Linked DNA regions of Mus musculus: region 1 is linked to region 2. Evidence: chromatin contacts called from public HiChIP or PLAC-seq data. All regions are on one chromosome and are shown on one strand. Each heading gives the region's core, a stretch centred on a gene start, on an enhancer-like site or on the middle of the called end of the contact. The rest is flanking DNA. Distances are from core to core; before and after follow the strand shown. Region 1 has its middle 11 kb from the start of Gm30331. Region 2 holds the start of Rpia (ribose 5-phosphate isomerase A).

What was found. HiChIP or PLAC-seq counts read pairs in DNA pulled down with a chosen protein or histone mark.
Region 1: a contact with region 2 is called in an H3K27ac HiChIP or PLAC-seq map of embryonic stem cells, with 10 read pairs. The contact joins the enhancer-like site here to the promoter of Rpia in region 2. A contact is called at or near these places in 1 of 484 Hi-C or Micro-C datasets (embryonic stem cells), 7 of 115 datasets of contacts at active chromatin or transcription factors (CD8 T cells, the SCID.adh cell line, embryonic stem cells and 1 more) and 3 of 9 other capture datasets (adipose tissue, liver and pancreatic islet).

What each region holds. Positions count from the first base shown.
Region 1 is chr6:70,823,509-70,827,691 of GRCm38.p6, reverse strand. No RefSeq gene overlaps it. Among named protein-coding and RNA genes, the nearest start is that of Gm30331, 11 kb to the right of the region's middle. Within about 2 kb of position 2,476, at least 344 of the 459 cell types and tissues checked have an H3K27ac peak or open chromatin away from gene starts, as enhancers often do. A contact at or near this core is called in CD8 T cells, the SCID.adh cell line, adipose tissue and 4 more, where this site is marked.
Region 2 is chr6:70,789,422-70,793,606 of GRCm38.p6, reverse strand. Rpia (ribose 5-phosphate isomerase A) reads left to right here and starts at 1,432. Exons shown (of 9, transcript NM_009075.2): 1 at 1,432-1,721. The coding sequence starts at 1,458.

The sequences.
Region 1 (4,183 bases), core at 1,227-3,726, 33 kb before region 2:
CCCACGCCATTCCTAATGTTTCTCTCTGCCTCTTGCTTGTAGGTCAAGATGTAAGCTCTCAGCTACTGCTCCAATGCCTGCTTGTCATTGCCTTGTTCCCTGTCGTGGTGGTAAGGCACTCTAACCCTCAGAAACTACAAGCCCCAAATAAAACCTTCTCCTATAAATTACCTTGGTGTTTTATCACAGCATAGAACAACAGCTAAGTCACAACCTTTTCTTTTATTAAGCCTGTGCATACACACGTGGGTGTGCGGAGGCCAGAGGGCATCTGGTATCTGCTCTACCACACTCCATCTTACTCCCTTGAGGCGCAGTTTCTCACTGAACCTGGAGCTAGGAGGGCAATCAGGAAGCCCCCGTGGATCTCCTGTTTCTGCCCCCACCGTGCTGGGATTACAAGTGTGCAGGTAGCTACATTAGCTTTTCTTAATGTGGATTCTAGGATCCAAACCCTGGTTTTGTACTTGCCCAGTGACCGTTCTTACCCACTGAGCCACCACTCCATTCCCCGATTTTTCTTGTCCCCCCCACTCTGTGGGGTGGTTTTGGTCCTGTGTGGATTTGCCTCCCTTAGCCTCCTTTAGAACTCTGTCCTAGGTCATGTGTAACTCCAATTAGAAGTACTTCCCAGTTGAGCTCCCAGAAGGATGTCCCAGTATGCTAAAACACATACCAGCCTACTCAGTGGTGTGTGGGTCAATACAGCCTGGGCAGAAGTGCAAGGATTCCCAGAGGACATCCTACCTGAGGCAAACTGTGCTGAGGCAAACTATGCAGTAGAGACACTGAAGCCACCGGAAACCTGGGGGTGAGAGCTGCCCCGATGCTTCAGCCTGGAGCTGTCTGAGCATAAGCAGACTAAAGTGTATTGGTCTGACATTACTGTGACCAAATGCCCAAGAGAAGTCTAAGAGAGGAAAGATGGAGGGATAGCAGAACAGAGCGCTCCCCAGTGGCAGGAAGCAGCTAGTGATGTCTATATCACTGGCTTTCCCCTTTCCTGTTTTTTGTTTGTTTGTTTGTTTTGTTTTGTTTTTAAGTTTTTCCTCTCTGGGAAGTTTATAGCATAGTATTACCCACACCCACAGAGAGGTCCCCCCCCCTTGTTAATTCTCTCTGGAAATATCCTTCTAGATACAGCAGGATGTATACTCACTAATCTAGGTGCTTCCTAATGCTTTCAAGATGACACAAGCACTATCCTGTCAGAGTCCTCCATGCCTTTTGCAAACCGGAGGAGGTGACTGCAATCAAGGGACAATAGAATTTTCTTTCAGTGGTGGTGGTGGTGGTGGGGTCCTAGTTTTGTGGCTGGTAGTAGTTACACTATTCTGGGATAGTTTTCTGTAAGGCTTCAAGGAACATTAGTCAAAGCTCTTCTGTGACAAGCCATACAAACCAACTCTTACAACTTTTAGAGAAAAAAATTTAAGACTATTGCAAGAATATAAGTACCTCACAGAATTAAAGGGAACACACCATGGTCTGGATATAAGGTACTTTCTTGAGGATTCCTAGGTTGGAAGCCTGACCCATCGTATACTGCTATTGAAATGGTGGGAATTTGAAGAGGTGGGCTTGGTAGGAGGTTTTCTAAAAATATGTATTTATTTATTTTTATTTTCTCTCTTTGTGTGTGTGCGCCCGAGTGCAGGTGTGTGTACTGTATGCATGCCATGCCTGAAGAGGCCAGAAGCAACAGATCCCCAGGAAATGGAGTTGTAAATAGTTGTGAGCCTTCATGTGGGTGCTGGGAATCAAACCCAGGTCTTCTCTCTCGAAGAGCAGCCAGGGCTCCGCTGCTCCAGCTCTCCAGCCCCGAGTCATCATGGGCACCACCCTCAGACAAGAATAAGAGAATTATCTCCCACAAGAGTGAATTGTTACAGAAGTCTCAGCCTGAACCCCTGAGTACCGTCTGGCCTTCTGGCTCTCATCTGACATTGTGATCTCACCCGCTTGCATGCTTTCCTACCAGCATAATAGCCTTTGGGGAACTGAACAGGCACTAATGTCACACCCGTGAACAGAAATTCCCCAGAGAGAGGAATGGACCTAGCTTTTGGGTTATGGGTATATTTTGAAGGGGGCAGGGCTTGGTCACAGTCCTCTCATGACCACATACAGAAGGTAGAAGAGGGGTATCTTCCTATAGAGAAACAGTGGGAGGATGACTATGTCAAATACCAGGGCTGAAGAAATGGCTCAGTGGTTAAGAGCACTGGCTGCTCTTCCAGGGAACCTGGGCTCAATATATATATATATATATATATAATGATATATATGGTATATATTATATGGTGTTTCTTTTAAAAGAAAATGACAATCTACACACACACACACACACACACACACACACACACACACACACACACACACACACATACCCAGGCTGACTATAGCTGTTGGTTTCCTTGAACTTCTGATCTTTATGCTTCCACCTCCTGAGAGCTGGGATTACAGCCTGCACCATCACACCTGGTTTATGTGGTACGAGGGATCAAACCTCTCTTTGCGTCAGAGTTGTCTTGTGGCATAGCCCACATCCTGTTTCAGGAAGATGAACAGGTAGATGACATGGGGGCTCCAGGTCCTCAGCTACCACCTGTCACTTAGTATACACTTATTAAACATTCGATGCTGTAAATGACAGTTAAATAAATGCATGACTAACATGAACGGTATTTGCCTGGACTTGTTCTGAAATGAGGATCCGGGGCCTCCACCCTTCTCTAACACTGAGTATAGAGTCTCCAGGAAAAAACAGTATGGTCAGTCCCCACACTCAGCACCTCGGCGACAACCACGATCAGAGAGAAAACTGAACTGACGCAGACAACCTCTGTCCTGTGTAGAGAAACACAGGCCGTACTTTGCACTGATCTTGTTCACATATCCCCACACCTTGCTGTGGTTATCAGTCTGCAGCTCCTGGGTTCCCGTTGCCGCTGCAAAGGCGACTTTCTGCTGGCTCAGAAGCAGGAACTGTGCGCTGCTCATCCATTCTGATTGGCTGAGGAGCTGCGTTCTCCGCACGGTGACAGTCACCTGACCCTGAAGCTCCGCTTCTGTCCTATTCATCTGACCTAGCCTGAGTTGTGTTTTTCTGGAATGCCTGAGGCGGGGCTGTGGCTGTTGTTCCTGGGTGGGGCTAGAGAACTCTGCATTATTTTCTAGTTTATCCAAAGGGGGACTAGCAGAGCTGGGACAGTGAGATCCCAGAGGCTGAAGGTGGTATATGCCCCCTCCCCCTGGCCACTTCCTTGATCCTCACCTCTCTTCCGCTAGTTTGGAGGTTGGGAACCGCTGTTTAGTAGGAAAACTCTACCTTTAGACCTGAAAAGACGGGTATTTTCATACACAACACTGGCCTCCCACATTCCTGACAACAGGGAATGCTTTCCTGGTACCACGGGAGCTGCTCGGCCAGGCAGGCAGATGTCAAAGGAAGATGTCAAAGGCAGGTGAGGGTTCCTTGGTGGGAGAGAAAAATCTCTCTGGGACGAGGCCAGTGGAGGAGCGACTGCTGGTATTCACAGCTAATAAAGCTCCCCACCAACCCTGCCCACTTCATTCTACGCAAGCTTTTGGCTGTTTCTCAGTGTGTGTTGAGGGTGTGGGACTCCCATTTTTCTGCTTTGGTCCTTTCCCATCTCCACCTCTCCAGTGCTAGAATTACAGGTGTGTGCCGCCATGCCTGGTTAACGGGGTGCTGGGAATTGAACCCAAGGTTTCAGGCCTGTTAGGCAAGCACTCTGTCAACTGAGCTACAGCTTTAGCCTCTTTTTGAGGTTGTTGCCGTTTGTTTATAATTTTTCTTTGGTGGCTGAAGGAGAACTCTATAACTGCTTTTCTGTATAACATATAATTAACCAAATTTGGCATATAATTAACCAAAACCAGAAAGAAACTTCAGGAAAAGTCCTTTAGATGTCTTAGTGTAGGATAAGCTTTTACCACTGTCAGACTCTCAGTGAACTGAACAGGTCTAATTATTTCATTTTAGCATTTTCTTTTAGAGATTTATTTGTTTATTATTATATGTAAGTACACTGTAGCTGTCCTCAGACACTCCAGAAGAGGGAGTCAGATCTTATTAAGGGTGGTTTTGAGCCACCAGGTGGTTGCTGGGATTTGAACTCAGGACCTTCAGAAGAACAGTCAGTGCTCTTAACCGCTG
Region 2 (4,185 bases), core at 183-2,682:
CAAGTTGCTTTTAGTCATGGTGTTTCATCACAGCAACAATAATAATTCTACGATACTACCCTTGTATGGATGTGGTCTCCTCAAGAGGGAGTCTCATGTAAGTGTCCAATCAATAGCGGCACACCTGATTATGGTGGGTCCTGAAGTTACATTTGTAATGGTGGCTGAAGAATTTTCTTCTTCTTTTTTTTTTTTTTTTTGGTAAAGGAGACTATCGAGTGGTTTCTGAGTGCCTTGGGCAGGATTACAGTCTGATAAAGATAAAACTCAGGTTATAAAAGTTGCAAAAAAGCATTGTGACCGGTCTTTATTGTTCCTAAGGGTTCCTGGAACATTCTAGCTCTTGGGGGTTGCTGGCACATGCCTTTTGCAGGCACACACCGTTAACCTCTGCTCTGGGGAAGGAAAGTCAGGCTGATCTCGGTGAGTTCAAGGGCATCTTGGTCTACAGAGTTCCTGGACAGCCATGGTTGCAAAGAGAGATCCTGTCTCAAAACACACAAACAAAACAACAAAAAGGACTTCCAGACCTATTTGGTGATGTAATCCCATATCAGGAAAAATGCTCCAAGTTCCAGGCCAGCCTGGACTGAACTCTACAGTGAGTTCAGGCCACTGGGACTGCTGAATGAGACCAAGAACTTGCAGCAAACTAAAGGCAGAAAAGGGGAAGCCCGATAAGGTACACTGGCCTGTGCGCTCGTGACCGGGCTCCATTTAGACACCCTGCATCCAATACCAAGAGCAGAACAATGTCCAAGGCGGGAGTTACTGATTGAACTTGTAACCTTGGGTTTGTGAAGGTCTAGCACAGACATCAGAAGACCTGGGAGTCCCAAGTGTGTCATCAATGAGTGACTCTAGAGCACTGTAAGAAGATGGCTCTGCCGGTAAAGTACTGACTGACACTACCAAGACGGTCAGATAACGGACTTCTGCAAGTTGTTCTTTGGCCTCCACAAGCACAACCTAAATAATACAATGTAATTAAAAGATTTTTTTTAAAAAAAGGCCGTTGTGTTGGTAGAACCACTTGCCTGAGGATTCGCTTACAACACAGCAACGTTCTCATTTGCTGGGCAAACAAGGTCAGGTTTTTAATAGTGTCTCTCTCTTTTTCTAGAATACGCGTACAGCCGGAAAGGTTCTTGGAGTTCACCTAAAGGTGTAAACACTTGACCCCAAGGTAGGGAGTTATTAGCTTCCTAGACAGCAGTTACCCGGACCTTCCGGACAGAAAGTCTGGAGTCAAGGCGGGCGATTTGCACACTAGGGTCGATCGTATTGTGGGACTTGTAGTCCCGAATGCAGAAGGGCCTAGGAACCACTGTCGCCGTAGGACTACATTTCCCAGCAACACGCATTTAGTAATACGCGCGGGGCAGGTTGCGCAAGCGAGCGGGTTTCCGGAGGAGTTGGGGGTGGGGCGGCCGGAGAGGCTGGAGCGAGGCGGCGGGATGCAGCGCCCCGGGCCCTTCAGCACCCTCTACGGGCGGGTCCTGGCCCCACTGCCCGGGCGGGCCGGGGGCGCGGCCTCGGGCGGGGGCGGGAACAACTGGGGCCTCTCGGGTTCCCACGTGCAGTTGCCGGGGCGTGCACATTCGGAGACCCGCGGCGACAAGGGAGGCTCGAGCGCGGGCGGCCCGGCCCCCTCCACGATGTCCAAGGCCGAGGAGGCTAAGAAGCTGGCGAGCCACACGGCGGTGGAGAACCACGTGAAGGTGGGCAGCTGGTGACGGCGTGATGGCTTCGTGCTGCGCGCCCAGGGCACTGCCAGGGTGCGCCTGACTCCTGAAAGGGCGAGGGTTGCGAGAGAGGGGAGAGGATGAGCCTTGTACCCGAATTCGCGCTGTTCTTCCCAACCCTTGAAAGGCCTTCTAGACCCCGAATGGGTGGGTGTCAACTCTTCCCCCAACTGGAGCCTTTTCTACAAAGATTCCCTGTCCGGCTGGAACTGGGTGCACAGTAGAGCCTGGCTGTGCTCTGTTTTAGAGTCTTGTCAGGCTGTTAATGCGTGCCTCCTAATCAGCCCATTGAAAATGGTGAGCCCCGAGGCTGCTGTTCTTCACTTCTCACTTACCGCGAAGCCAGCGGAGGGCTGTTTTGCAAAGTGTTTTGAAATTTTACTCCAAACAGGCTTTTCAGCTCCTCCCGCTGAGGAGCTAGAGTGCTGTCTTTACAAAGAAGCCATCAGGTTACTGTTGACAGGGCCGGGTGGCCAGACATCTGGAGGTGCTGCTTTTTAGGAGGGGTCCAGATGTTTTGAAGTTAGTAAGGCTGTGTCCACATTTGTTAAGTGGCTGGTGTGGTGCTCTGAGTGGACTCTTAGTGTAGGTGGGTTTGCTATCCCGTATGTAGCAGGTTAATTATCTTAATTGTATTACTTCTGTTGCCCTGTGGTGAAGTTTCCTGGTCTTGTTTTCTATTTCTTAGATCGCGTTATCAGAATCCGTATCTTCGTTAAAGGGAATTCTTTTCACTTGTTAAAGCTATGCTGCCCAAAGTTACTTTGCAAAGACACTGTTCTTAGAGCTTTATCTTCCTGCCTAGGGTGAGGGTGGCCTGAGTGGGCGGGGCCGGGTCTGATAACCTCAGGCTTGCCTGTTCTATAGAAGAACACCATTTTTGTTTCAGGCAGGGCTCTTATGCCCTTCTGTTCTAGGGTAGCTTTTTGCTCATCTAGTTAGCATAGGATTTTATACTTGAATTAAGAGGTGTGAGGTATGAATATGAATTTAAAATGTGTAATTTGGCTCTGTGTTTGGAACACAGTGCCACAGGGGTAAAACTGGGACAGTAAAGAGAGATTTCAAAATGCCTTTGTGAAGTGACTTAATAGATTGATAAATGAAATCCATACCTCAGGAGAGCCCATTATCTTAGTTATCCTGTTAATGTTTAGTGGTACACGTCTCCTTGACCTTTGCCTTATCGTTATGTATTTGACTAAATTAAAATCTGCAAGCCTTCCCCTCATGTTCCAGCCATATTCAAAGGACTTTACTACTTTCAGTTTTCCCTTGGCTTTTTTCTTAAGGAGACTAGGAGACAACGATTTCCTCTTCCTATTTTGAAACTCAGGTTGGCTTTGAAACCCTCCCTTCCCCTCTGACTGGCTGGCTAGCACATCTCAAGGGAGGAACTTGATATGTGGACTGTGCTAGCTTTGAAATCTACCTGCTTCTGTCCGAGTGCCGGGATTAAAGGTGTGTATCACCACTCAGCTTTACCCACTTGATTCTGCCTCCCAAGGGCTGGCATTATAGGTAGGTGGCACACCCAGCTCCCTCTGATCTGGACTCCCAGACACTTCAGCGTGACCTATGTTCTAGTTTTTCTGTGCGTTTCTCTTGCCCAAGTCCCTGTGAGCTGTGGGAGGAGACTTAGTGCTATCTATACATTCAGCATTGGGTACAGTGAGGGCTGCCTAGGCAGTGGTCAGTAAGTTGTGTGGAGTGGGAACACTGATATGGACGTTGGGGGTTGTGGGTTTGGTGGCCCTTTCGTAGGCTCTCTGAGTGTGGGGTTTCCAGTCCCCTCAGCCCGCTGGTGTTCCACCGTGGCTACTTCTACTCCAGGGTAGATGGAGAACTCAGAATTCTCAGTTGAATCTTTGTCACCAGGTCCAGACCTGCCTGATTCTAAAGGTGTAGTTACCTCAGAAGGGTTAGTGTATACAGCTCTGCTATCTTCATGGTTTGTTTCTTCATCCTTTGCTCTCTGTGGAGCCTGGGCTTTGATTTGAGATTGGCTTAGCCTGAGGAAACTAGTGGGCAGACAGTATTAATATTATTATTAGTATTTTTTTTTTTGAGACAGAGTCTTATTAGGTATTTTTGACTGCCCTGGGATTTACTATGTAGACTTGGCTGGCTTCAAACTCACAGAGATCTGCCTGCCTCTGCCTTTCTAATGCTAGGATTAAAGGGATACATCACCATACTTGGCAGTTTTTGTGTTTTTAATCTGGTAGAAGCCTGTTTTACTGACATACTATTCCAAACTCACCAAATACACCAAGAGCCTTAGCCCATCGAAGCCAGCCTTATAGAGTCATGAGATTACCACATTGGACTTGATAGCATGCTGTTTAGCATTGCCTTTTAGGAGGGTTATCAGCTGTCAGGCCAGTTTGCAGGTAGCGATTCACCAATTTGGCTTTGGCTATGGCACTCACTCCCGGAC